Linked DNA regions of Mus musculus: region 2 is linked to region 1. The links are chromatin contacts, called in public Hi-C maps. All regions are on one chromosome and are shown on one strand. Each heading gives the region's core, a stretch centred on a gene start, on an enhancer-like site or on the middle of the called end of the contact. The rest is flanking DNA. Distances are from core to core; before and after follow the strand shown. Region 1 has its middle 64 kb from the start of 4930526H09Rik. Region 2 has its middle 41 kb from the start of Actbl2.

The links. A called contact is a pair of places that touch in the nucleus more often than the background predicts.
Region 2: a contact with region 1 is called in a Hi-C map of extraembryonic endoderm stem cells, with 2.7 times the contacts expected there. The contact joins two enhancer-like sites. A contact is called at or near these places in 3 of 484 Hi-C or Micro-C datasets (cerebral cortex, cortical neurons and extraembryonic endoderm stem cells), 3 of 115 datasets of contacts at active chromatin or transcription factors (large pre-B cells, pancreatic cancer cells and stem cell-derived neural progenitor cells) and 1 of 9 other capture datasets (embryonic stem cells).

The regions. Positions count from the first base shown.
Region 1 is chr13:110,964,553-110,970,709 of GRCm38.p6, reverse strand. No RefSeq gene overlaps it. Among named protein-coding and RNA genes, the nearest start is that of 4930526H09Rik, 64 kb to the right of the region's middle. Within about 2 kb of position 3,314, at least 131 of the 459 cell types and tissues checked have an H3K27ac peak or open chromatin away from gene starts, as enhancers often do. A contact at or near this core is called in extraembryonic endoderm stem cells and pancreatic cancer cells, where this site is marked.
Region 2 is chr13:111,292,836-111,298,992 of GRCm38.p6, reverse strand. No RefSeq gene overlaps it. Among named protein-coding and RNA genes, the nearest start is that of Actbl2, 41 kb to the right of the region's middle. Within about 2 kb of position 3,747, at least 19 of the 459 cell types and tissues checked have an H3K27ac peak or open chromatin away from gene starts, as enhancers often do. A contact at or near this core is called in extraembryonic endoderm stem cells and pancreatic cancer cells, where this site is marked.

The DNA.
Region 1 (6,157 bases), core at 2,065-4,564:
TCTAAGTATTTCTTTTTTGAGACAAGATTTCATAGAGCTCACAGCTCTATGTAGCCGAAGGTGACCTTGAACTCTTGATCTTTTTGAGCTCAGGCTGGCCTTGCATCTACTATGTAGCTGGAGATGGCCTTGAATTCTTGATCTTCCAGCCTCTAACTCCTGTGTGATAGGCTATAGGCCTGTGCAACTGTACTCATCCCCAGCTTTGTTTCTGAATTTCTGCTGGAGCTGCTCACATATTCCTGGAAGCTGGCACCTGACTGAGAAGCCTAAACTTGCTGGATTGAGCATGAGTGTGCAGTAGAAAGTGGATAAAGAGAAAAAATTATAGATTAAATAACCACACCCATGTGGTACGTGGGTTGTACAGTTTTGCATTCTTTCCTTTCCATCCTTTCACCATGAGTAGAGAAGTACAATTTAACCCATATGCCATTTTAAAGTCACCTTCTAGTAAGTCATAATCAGACGAGAACTTGAACATGACGTTAGAAGCAGAAACCAACTTGCTGAGAAATCATCCGGGCTTCCCCCAACAGTCATTTGAGTGGGTTTTTAGAAAAGTAGAAAATTTCCAATTCTAGACAGACTCTGGTTTTCAAATCTTTCCCATAGTCCTTCAAATATTGAGTCTTAGGTCCAGCTGCTCTCCTCATTATTGACATACTTTGTCTTGTGCCCTGGGAAATCAAAGTTTCATTCCAACCTGGATATAGATAAGGGCCCACTAAGTCAGACATAACTGTGAGGCAGGTTTGGGGGACTGGAGTTGGTAGCCATCTGCACACCCTAGAAAGATGCAGCATTGAAGATGATTAAGTGGAGAGAGCAAGGAAGGAACTGTCAAAGACAACATCTTTCTGATGTGTATGGTGATTTCACGGTGGACCTCTGCAGCTGGTGTGTGTGTCAGGGGAGGAGGATGAGAAAGGAGCTATAATAGACTTTGTACAGTGACTGGCTTGAAATTAAGAATCCCTATTAGCCCTAGCTCTGCCGGTGAAGTATGAAGCCTAAGGCATGTCAGTTCCCATCTTATTTTAAAAGCAAATAGATGAAGTAATTTATGCATCGATCTAGTGCTCTTTTCTTTGTTAGAAACTTCGTGATGAAACAGAAATGACACATTTTAGAGCAGAAGAGATCTTACAGTTGTATGCTCTATGGCCTGGTCTAGTGATATTCCTTAGTTTCTTATTCATAAACGGAAGAGAACAAAGGCCAGAAAGTTGTTATAAAAGGACAGCCAGCATCACAAACACTTTCCAAGGTTCCAGAATATAGATGACTGTAACCAGGAAGATCACCATATCCAATGGTGCCATGACCTAGTCTGAAATAGACACATGTTGGAGAGTGACAATTGCTGTGACGAGACTCTATGACTACCCAACTCTTATAAAGGAAAACATTTAATTGGGGCTGCCTTACAGTTTCTAGGTTAAGTCCATTTTCATCATGGCAGGAAGCATGGCAGCATCTGGGCAGGTGTGGTGCTGGGGAAGTAGCTGAGAGTTCTACATCTGGATCTGAAAGCACCAGGAAGAGAAAGAGACACTGGGTTTGGCTTGAGCATTTGAAACTTCGAAGCTACCTCCAGTGTGGCACACCTCCTCAACAAGGCCATGCCTCCTAATAGTACCACTCCCTCTGCACCTATGGAGGCCCTTTTCATTCAAACCACCACACAGGGGGCAGTGCTAGATTCACTTCTGTCCCTGGTGATAAATAGCCTGGTGTCTATGTAACTAAAAATAAAATAACGCAAACCTCTGGCTTGGTCTTTGAATAGAAAACTGATGCCACAGGCTTAAAAACATTATCAGCAGTTTGGGTTCCATTGCACCATATGCCTCAATCCAACTCTGTGGCCTGGAGAACGTCACTTGGAGAACGTCACTTGGCCCTCTTGGCTCTGCTAGGAAGTTCTCCTAGTGGAGGAGAAGGCGACAGCATGTGTCTGGCTGCTTCAATCCTGCCCGGGAAGTGCAAAGCCCCATCGGCTTAAAGGGATTGAAGAATGACTTCTTTGGATGATCTTCCTGGCGCTCTTGGACTCCTGTGTTGAGAACTGAGGGGTGAGGATTAGGGAGAAGCTCCAAAGACATTGGCTTAAGCTCATTGCCACTGTTTTGGCCAATTTAAGCACGTGTAGGAAAAACAGAGAAATAAATCCATATGGTATTACATTTTCACCAACAACGAACTACTCCTGTTTATAAGAAAAATGACCTTTAGGTAAATTTGATGCCTGGGAATCACCTGAAGAAAGATTATTTTTTTGAAAGCTGTTGTGCCTGTGTGAGCCAAGAGTACTTCACGGCTATGAATTTGACAATTCAGTCTCCACAAAGCAACTGTTTGATCCTAGCAGTGATTGGAACTCTGTCCTCTAGAGGGCAGGAATGTACCAGATTTAAAGAACATGGAGGCTTGCACTGTGCTAGGGAGGAGCCAAATGCCCTGCTTACACTGTGTGAAAGAGGAAGGGAGGGAAAGAGATTACCCTAAACTAGTCTCTTAGACTAGGAACAGTAGGAAATCTTGTCTTGAATATTGAATAAGGTATTTTTAAATTGATGTGTTTTATTTTTTTTTTTCTTGGTTTATCTTGGCTTTCCTCTGCACCAACCCAGCTGGTCCTTGTTTTCATTTTTGTAGTTTTGTTTCGTTTTTCTTCAGATTTTGTACTTTGTATTCTAGGTTGGACATGAACTCACTATGTTGTTCAGGATAACCTCAAATTCCTGATGGCCCCGCCCCCACCTCCCACATGTTGGAATTATATGCATGTACCCACCACGCCCAGCTAAGAAATTCTTACAATGATTAAGCACCTTTTAGCTGAGACATTAACAGTAGAAGTAAGTTTCCTTGGCACAGCCCTTTCAGAGCGTGGGGAGACCAAGCCTGGAGCAGGGAATGGTGTCTTTTAACTCATTCTACAGATCCTGAGTAGCCTAACACAGGAGGATGCTCTGCAGATTAATCAGAAACTGAACATAAAAAGATCACTTGGGATGTTAAAACATAAGAACTGTCAGTCAAGATCTCTGGGATTGGCAGTCTGAGAGTCTTAGAAGGCCTTTTCTCCCATGCCATGGCTTTTCAGTTAACCCAGTGCTAGATGCTCTTTGTCTCCCTTGGAGAGAAATTGCCTTGAGAATATGCTTCATGTTGGCAGAGGGATTGCACAGGGAGGTTTAAACAGCAGGCTGCCGAGAGTCCAGGACATGTTGAGGCATAACCTGCTGCCGGTGGACCATGCTGCTCCAGGCGTGACCTGGGAGTTACCGGCAGAGTTTCACACCATTGTTCCTGCTGCTCTGCTTGCTCTCCAAGGAGAGGAAGGCTTACACCACAGCTTTCCCAGGGTCCAGACACTTGCCAGCAGCTGACCCATCAGGAAATGGCCTCTCCCCTCTTCCTTCCCACATTCCTTCCTTCCTGAGCTTCCCCAGTCCAAGGTGTGGCCGCGCGCCCAGAAGATCTGCTCTGCTTGATTGACAAGCAAACAAAACCTTCCTCTTAGATAAGCAAGATCACAGGTCTGTAGGAAATCTATTTGTTTCTGGATGGAGCTTGTCTGCTCTCGCTGTCTCAATAGCTACAGTGCTGACTTCATAGTTTCTTATCATATCTTTAGGATGTGTGGAACAGTAAATCCTAAAACAATGAGCTCTGCTTTGTAACATTTTTTTTAACAGGCTAATTCACAGTGAAATACTACACTTTGTTCTACAGAGTTTATGGTGGTCTCCCTTGGAGTCCTTAGCCATTTGTACTGTGCAATAAGAAAGACTAGAAGAGAGATTTCCTTTTTGAACTTTCTTTTTAATTTAGTTCTTTAGAAATTTGTTATTCCTGACAAGAGCTGGGAATTCAGGAAAGGGTGCCCCTTGCCACTTTTGGGGAGAATCTTTTTAACACAGATGCAACCCAAGAGAGAATGACAGAAAACTGTGCAATATTTTGGCTCAACAAGGTTGTCCCTTGACTTTTACATTTGTGTAAATGGAGAGCCTTCTTGGGATTTTTTTTCTTTGTTGCCTCTTGTATGGCTCTAGGTAAACCTGTGTGTGTAGGTATGCATGTGTGTGCATGTGTGTGTGTATGCATAAAAGGACCAAAGGTAAACTACTTCCAGATTCATTTTAAAGCTGATGCCTACCCTAAGATCATTTAAGGAAGAGCAAACATGTTTCTTCTTTTTAAAAGAATTTTTAAAACATTTTTTTAATTGTTCGCAACGGTTATCACTAATATCAGGTCTAGGAAAAGAGTATCTGCAGCAGACATATTGTTTCATGTTTTATTTCCCAGATGGACAAAAGGGAGATATATACATAGAAGGGGTTGATAGCAATCTCCAGAACGGCCTGTTCGTAGCCTGCAAGATAGGTATTGTTATCCACGTTGATCAAATGAGAAAACTGGTGCTTGGGCAGGTGAGTGAATTGCTATATTTACTCAGCATGTAAAGTAGGATTAGTAATCGAATCCATGATCTCAGATTTCATGTTTTGCTTCTTTAAGAGTACGTTTATTTTTACTATGATGTTTTAAAATGAGCATCTGTAACATGTGACCAGGAACTCAACTTTTCCCTCCTCTCAGTGTCCAAACTAGAGCTGTCTATTCAGCATGAAGATGTTTTCTGTGGTTGTGGTGGTTTGGCTAGGTATAGTCCCAGAGATTCATGTGTTTGAATCCTTGGCCATAGGGAGTGGCACTATTAGAAGGTTTGGCTTTATTAGAGGAGTGTGGCCTTGCTATAGGAAATGTGTCACTGTTGAGGCAGACATGAGGTCTTAAATGTTCAAGCTACTCCCAGTGTGAAACATATTCAGGCTCCTAGCTGCTTTCAGATTAAGATGTAGAACTCTCAGCGCCATATCTGCCTGCATGCTGCCATGTTTCCCACCACAATGGACTGAACCTCTGAAACTGTAAACCAGCCCCAATTAGTTGTTTTCCTTTATGAGAGTCACCATGGTTGTGGTGTATTTTCACAGCAATAAAACCCTTCAAATATACAAGACAACGTGACATGTGGCCAAACAAAGAAAAGCACTAGGGTCAGTATATTTGTGGCTTAATTTTCTGGTTGTAGTTAGAGAATTTTAAGAAAGTTTATATTAGACTCCTTTCTTCCTCTTTTAAGAAAGGAAGGAAGGAAAGAAGGAAGGAAGGGAGAGAGAGAGAGAGAGAGAGAGAGAGAGAGAGAGAACACCAAGGAAACCTAACAACATTCATTTAAAGGTTTATATTTTTGTTTTTGTTGTTTGGTTTTTTTTGGTTTTTGGTTTTTTTATATCAAGCATCTGTTTTCAAATCACATTTGGCTGACTCAAGTGTAAAACAATAAATTCAAGAAACACTTGAATTGTGTTTTCCTTGAAGCCCTCCTGGGTTTAAATGAGAAGAGGAATTACATTCTACTAAATGCATTTTGAATTTATTTGGAGCTCAAACATTTGGAAAGGCATTTATGACATCTGAGAATGTCCTCTGGACATTAAAAAAAATACCTTATTATCACAACAGTTTTATCACTCTAGACAGAGATGCAGTACATTTTTATGTTTTAAAGAGATAGAAAATATAAGAAACCCAGCGCTGGGGATGAGGAGATGGTTCAGTGGGCAAAGCACTTTCTGCACAAACCTGGGGACCCGAGTTCAAATCTCCAGCACCCACATGCAGAGGTGTGTGGCGATGAACTGTTGTAATCCCAGCACCGACAGACAGAAACAAGTGCCTCCTTGTAGCTCTTTGACCAGGCAGTCTAGAATGGCCATCTGCAGGTTCAATGAGAGAACCAGTTTTCAGAGTGGAGAAGCAATTACAGAAAACACTCTGATGGCAACCTGTGGCCACACACACCTGCATGGGTGAGCACACCTACAAGTGTGTACACGTGTATGTACAACTATGCAAAGAAGGAGGAGGAAGAGGAGGAGGAGGAGGGGAAGGAGGAGAGGAGGAAGAGAAGAGGGAGGAGGGAGAGGAGGGGGAGGAGGAAGAGGAGAAGAAGAAGGAGGGGGAGGTAGAGAGGAGGAAGTGGAGGAGGAGGAGGAGGAGAAGGAGGAGGAGGAGGAGGAGGAGAAAACAAACCAAGAACCTGGAGAGGGTAAGAGCAAGCAGTTCTCAAAAA
Region 2 (6,157 bases), core at 2,498-4,997, 330 kb before region 1:
AACAAGAAGACTGCAAAAACCCAGCAAGAAGAATAAGGACAGGTTAGTAGATGATGGACTTTTGGGAGGAGGTGGGTCTTGGCCTATACTTTTGTTGTGGTCCAGGAGGCACCTGTACAACACAGTGATGAGCCTGCAGCATATTGTCCTTGGGCTCAAGGTCTGGTTCACAGAGGTATTCAAGCCATCTTATAAGACCAAGAATTCCATGAAGTTGTTTCCTATACACACAGAGGGAGAAGGAAGTGGGCACACACTGTCTTATCATGTTCTTGTCATACAGAAAGAGACAGATGGAAAATGAGGGGTTTAAGATAACCCTTGGACTGGGCACATCTGGATATAAATGCATTCTTTAATTAAGCCTCAGACGTTCTGGAGTGAGTTATCTACTTTTCTGAACTCTGAGGTGTTATTGTGAGGGGCTAGGAAGGCAGGTTACATGCATCAGAGCATAGAGCTGCATTTGGAAACATCTAGCTGGGGTACCTCCAAGGAGGTCGAATGAAGACCGTTTACTTTCCATCTTGTGAACCCATTTGACCTTACACATTTGCATGGTCATATCCTTAAAATATGAATTTTGAAACCACAGTCTTTCCTATTTGTTTAAAGCATTCCAACTCAAGTAAAAAGGTGTGTTTATAAACCGGAGAGTTTTCTACGGGAAGAACCTTCTCCTAGCCTGATTCCTACATTTCTCCCAACCTGCTCCACCTTCATGTTTCTCTGGCTGTTTCTAAATAGAGACGGTATCAACTCTTTAAACTTTAAAGAAGTATTTATTTTTCTATTTCCTTTTTTAAATTACCAAATACCTCATTAAGAAACCCTATTTCTGTTATTTTGCTAAATGTGTTGACATGCCAAACAGTCTACTTTGTATTTATAAGTGCAGGTTAGCACTGCTTTCAAGTTTAATCAGAAAAGCTTTTTTTTTTTTGCAGAGAGTAAGGGTTAATGCAGAGACTCCTAAATGGTCAAGTTGCTGAAAACAAGCTCATTCATAAATGGGACATCTATGTTACTTATGTCCCCCAAGGCTCAGAGAACATGGCTGAAGAAGGGGCAGAACGAATGTAAAAGCCAGAGGTTCAGGAAGAGTGCTCAGAAATGCTGTGTTCCTCACTTAAGGCTGTGGCACTCATAGAATCACAGGCGCTGTGGTTAATTGCACAGGATGTGTGAAAGATTGGGCGTGTCAACATTTCCTTGTGGACTGGGGAGGGGCTTAATAGGCCTTACCATTACTAAGGATCTATTGGCATTTGGTGGCTACTGGGGGTGGGGTGGGGGAGGAATCGTTTTTTCTTTGGGGATGCGCTAGGTGGTAGGGTGCCCATCCTTGGTGAATGGTCCTGCACCCACGTGCACATGAATGTGGGAGGATGATGTTTTGGGAGGAGGAATCTGGTGTCGGGTGTGGGTAGGAGTTGAGGATGGATATGATGAGGACACTGTGTATATGGGTGAAATTGTCAAAGAATAAATAGAAAATATTCTTATAAAATGTGAACATGTATTTTATAACACCCAAATTTGAGTGGAAACATTAAAATATTTAAAAATAATATTTTATTAAATCTTAGAGGATTTCATATGTGCATACAAGATATTTTGAGCACATTTACTTCTTCACACTCCTTCCCCACTTCTTCCTAGAGCCACTCCCAACTCCACCCTCTTCTTCTTCTTCTTCTTCTTCTTCTTCTTCTTCTTCTTCTTCTTCTTCTTCTTCTTCTTCTTCTTCTTCTTCTTCTTCTTCTTCTTCTTCTTTCTTCCTCTTCTTCTTCTTCTTCTTCTTCTTCTTCTTCTTCTTCTTCTTCTTCTTCTTCTTCTTCTTCTTCTTCTTCTTCTTCTTCTTCTTCTTCTTCCTCTTCTTCTTTCCCTTCTTCCCTTCCCTTCCCTTCCCTTCCCTTCCCTTCCCTTCCCTTCCCTTCCCTTCCCTTCCCTTCCCTTCCCTTCCCTTCCCTCCCCTCCCCTCCTCCCCTCCCCTCCTCTCCCCTCCCCTCTCCTTCCCTTCTCAGCCAGTGCCAACCTGATTTTCTCATGTGCTGTAACCATATTTTAAAAATTTAAAGTTTCTGGCTTAGAGGGAAGATTCTCTCTAGCTTCTGTGATTCATCTAATATTTCACTAGTGTTTGTATCACGAGTCTAAAGAGCAGATACACACATTAAATTAATCAGATGTAAGGAGCTGTGAGGTCGTCCCCCAAAGGGTAAGAGTAGCAACCCTTCAGCTTGTTACTATGTGAATTCCTCCCTGTGTTCTAGACAGTAGACTTCCATACAACTTTAGTGCAAAATAATGGTGCAGAAGTCTTAAATTAATTAACATTTCAAATTTCTGAGACCACTGACAATACAATTTTATTTGCCTCGGGGGTATAACTGAAGAAACAGATATGTATCGCAGAGACCACTAATTCAAAAAGCAGCTTTAACCCCAACTGTCTGTAGGATAGGTCATGGAGGTTTTGTTTCTTTCTTCAGTTAAGAAAATGAGCCCCAGAAGCTGAAGGGTTCCCTAAAGAGAATGGCAGAGCTATGTTCATAATCAGGTTTCCTGTGTCTCAAATTTATGTTGATGGTCTATTGTACTCAAGTCTATGAAACATGGACTTCAATAGGTCCATGGGGACGTTTGAGTCATTTCCCATAAAGATCAACCCTCACTTTTGGAACTGTGCTGGCCAAGCTTTGTTCTGTATGCATGTGCAGCTTATCACAGTGGCTTGTGTTTCTGTTGCTCTTTTCTCTGAGAAAGGCCAGGCGTGTTTTAGATACTCGTGTCTAATCAGCTCTGATAGCAGGTTATTGACACAGAGGACCGTGAGGCTTGTTTGGCACTTGCCTGTGACTGTGAGGTCACCTGCTCCTTCTGGTGTTCCTGGAGCAAGTGTGGGCCTCTGACCTGCCACTGCTGGTATGTGCTGTTGGTTTTCTCTTGTCCTTAAAATCGTGCTCACATGTCCCTGGCTGCTGATGCCTTGGTGGTCACCCCGTTCATGCAGATTGATCAGAATAGGAGCACACACTTGTCTTACTCTTCAGTTTCTACTGGACAGCATCACTTTGATTCCTAGATCTAACTTATTTTGTTCCAGGACCTCTCAGATTTCATTTCTATTGAAATAATCTACCTATTCATTGCAGTTCAGTGATTTTTTTGTCCCCTCTCACCCCTAAATATAGCAAGAAAGCTCTTCTTTTTCACACCCCCTACCCTGCTATCTTATTTCATCAACTTTCCTCTTTCAGTGGTCAGGCTGCTTCTTTGTTTGATTTGATCACTTCTCCATTGTATATATGCCCCTGACTTCAGTAGCTTTATTTACATGTTCATTTCATATGATTTATATCTGTTTTGGGTTGTTATTGCTTTATATTGTTCTATGTGTTTTTTACAACTTAAAGACAAGAGATAACTCAACTAGGATCAAGTTTTTTTTTTCATGGAAGTCATAGACTTACATAAATCTGAATGGATCTTAGCTTCCTGATGGCTTCCCTAGTTGTGATGCAATCAGACAGCAAGGAAAGCAAAAATCATCTCCCAGCCTTACCTTCCTACTACACCACCTTTCTGACCTAGGGCCTCATGTTGGGACAACTGGCTTCCACATGAAGTCCGATGGATGCTGTCCCAGGCCTGTGCTTCTTTTGCTTGAGCAGTGCATCTCTAGCCTCCCAGGCACGGCTCACAACGTTCTTTATTGTTTTTCCTTTCTGCGATGAGATAAGGTATTAACAATCCATATTGATTCTGGAACTAGTTTCTGTAATGTAAATAACACTTATCTGAGAAACTGTGTGCTAATCACAAAAAAATGTGGTCATGTGAGCTCTGGAGTGTAAAACATTCCCTAATCAGATGTCTGTGGAGGTTTTTGTTCTCTCTCTCTCTCTCTCTCTCTCTCTCTCTCTCTCTCTCTCTCTCTGTGTGTTTTAATTCAGGGCTTTGTGAAAAATATTCCCCCTTTTTAAAGTAATAAAAAATACTGTGTTTATTCCCCCAGTGTGTCTGTGTGTCTGTGTGTGTGCTTGTGTATGCAAGTATGAATGTGTATGAGTGTATTCACCCTATGACACGTATATGGGAGTCAGAGGACATCTTGTACAAGAGGTTTTCTATTCATACCAAGTAAGTCCCAGGCATAGAACTTAGGCTTGGTGGCAAGCATCTTTACCTGCTGAGCCATCTTGCTGGCTCTTAGTGAGAAAGTCCGATTCAAAGGAGGACAATGGCATTCCTTCTGCTTTAATTCCTATGCAACACTGGCAAAACTCTTCTCTGCTGTCTGTCTCCCTGTTGGAGAACCAAGATCCTGATTATCTTGTTTACCAAGTGTTACACTGAGTGCAACTTCTAGCACAATAGACAGGCTTTATAAGGTCTCAGAAGCCCAAAGAGTCCACATGGCTGGTGTCAGGGTCCCAGATCACTCCTGACAGGACATAGATGTTCAGCCTCTCCTTACTTCTTAAACTTTCTAGCTACTCGAATGAACATGAGACCCAGTGGCTTACCCTCTGTCTTAGAGTTTTATTGATGTGAAAAGACCCCATGACCAATGCAATTTTTATATAAGGGACAACATTTAATTGGGGCTGGCTTACAGTTTCAGAGGTTCAGTCCATTATCATCATGACAGGAAACATGGCAGCATGCTGGAGAAGGAGCTGAGAGTTCTACATCTTATTCTGAAGGCAGCCAGGATGAGACTGGCTTTTCTGCACTGGGCAGAGCTTGAGCACATAGAACCCTCAAAGCCTACCTACCCAGGAACACACTTCCTCTAAAAAGGTCACACCCACTCCAACAAGGCCACACCTCCTAATAGTGCCACTCCCCAGGCCAAGGATATTCTAACTACCACCTCTCTAACCCATGGGATCCAAAAGAAGCAAAGGGACAGTCACACACCCTGTGACTAACTGCACAGCGTTAGATAGGGAACCTTCTGCTGTTCCTTTTTTGATAAATATATTTTAATAACGAGTTGGAAAACTGACTTTACGTGTGAAATTCTCAAGTCTTCATAGCATGCATACAGCAGTGTTGTTGTATGTGAGTGGGCCCATCAGTTCTCCTTCCAAGCATGAACTCTAATCAGTATCTAGAGGGATCATGTGTTCTCATAAACAAGTCATGTTAGCACCTTCCAAAGCTATCACTTGGGCTTAAGGGGACCACACTAGCCATTAGTAAATTCTTATGAGGAAACACCTGGAAGAAAGCATACAAAGAAGTGAGGTCACCTTGGCCATGCAAACTTCTTGCTCCACTGAATGTAGCCACCGTCATGGTTGGGTGCCCAAGGCAGAACCTCTGTTACTGGGTCTAAGAGCATCACTGAGCTTATGAGGAGCCTCAGCATAGTTTCTGAAGTCTCTCTGACATAGTGCCATCTTTCAGAACTGGTTCTCCCCTGATTCTCCCTCTGATAAGCCCCCAGTCTAGTCAGTGAGAACCTAACTCGCTGTTATCACTATGTGATGGACCTGAAATGACTCCCTCTGCTACTTCTGTTTAGTTTGCTCTACAGTCTCATGTCATGGAACCTCTGGTACAAATACAACCTCATCAAAGGTGTACTGTTGTGTTGGGTAGGGAGAGGCACTATGTCAGGGCAGACACAGAGCCTAGGTTTTGCCAGTTCTTTCTTCCTCAACAGAGGTTTCTTCTTTCTTTCTTTTTAAAGTGTGTGTGTGTGTGTGTGTGTGTGTGTGTGTGTACATGAATGTGAGTGTGTGCCTATGAAGGCCAGAGAAGATGAGGACACTTGGTTTCGATGGAGCTGGGGTCACAGGCTGTTATAGGCCACTGGAACACCATTCCTCTGTGAGAGCATCAAGCACTCTTAACCAATGAGCCACTTGTCCAGTTCCCATCGCCAGAGGGTTCTTTCTCTCCATGGCAGATATCTGTTCTCTCATGCCTCTTTTGTCTCCTTCACCCCACCACCCTCATGCATTTTGTGCTTTGAGAATGCCCCACCGACATCTCTTTCTTAAATCATTAAACTGCCATCCAGTGGAGCCAAGTGTATTAAAGACAGCTAGACTCCAATAAGATGTGTATAAGATGAAAGTGCCATCTTTCAGCAATCCTGGTGCTATCTCCATTCCTTCTACCTGCTGAAATCAGCTCT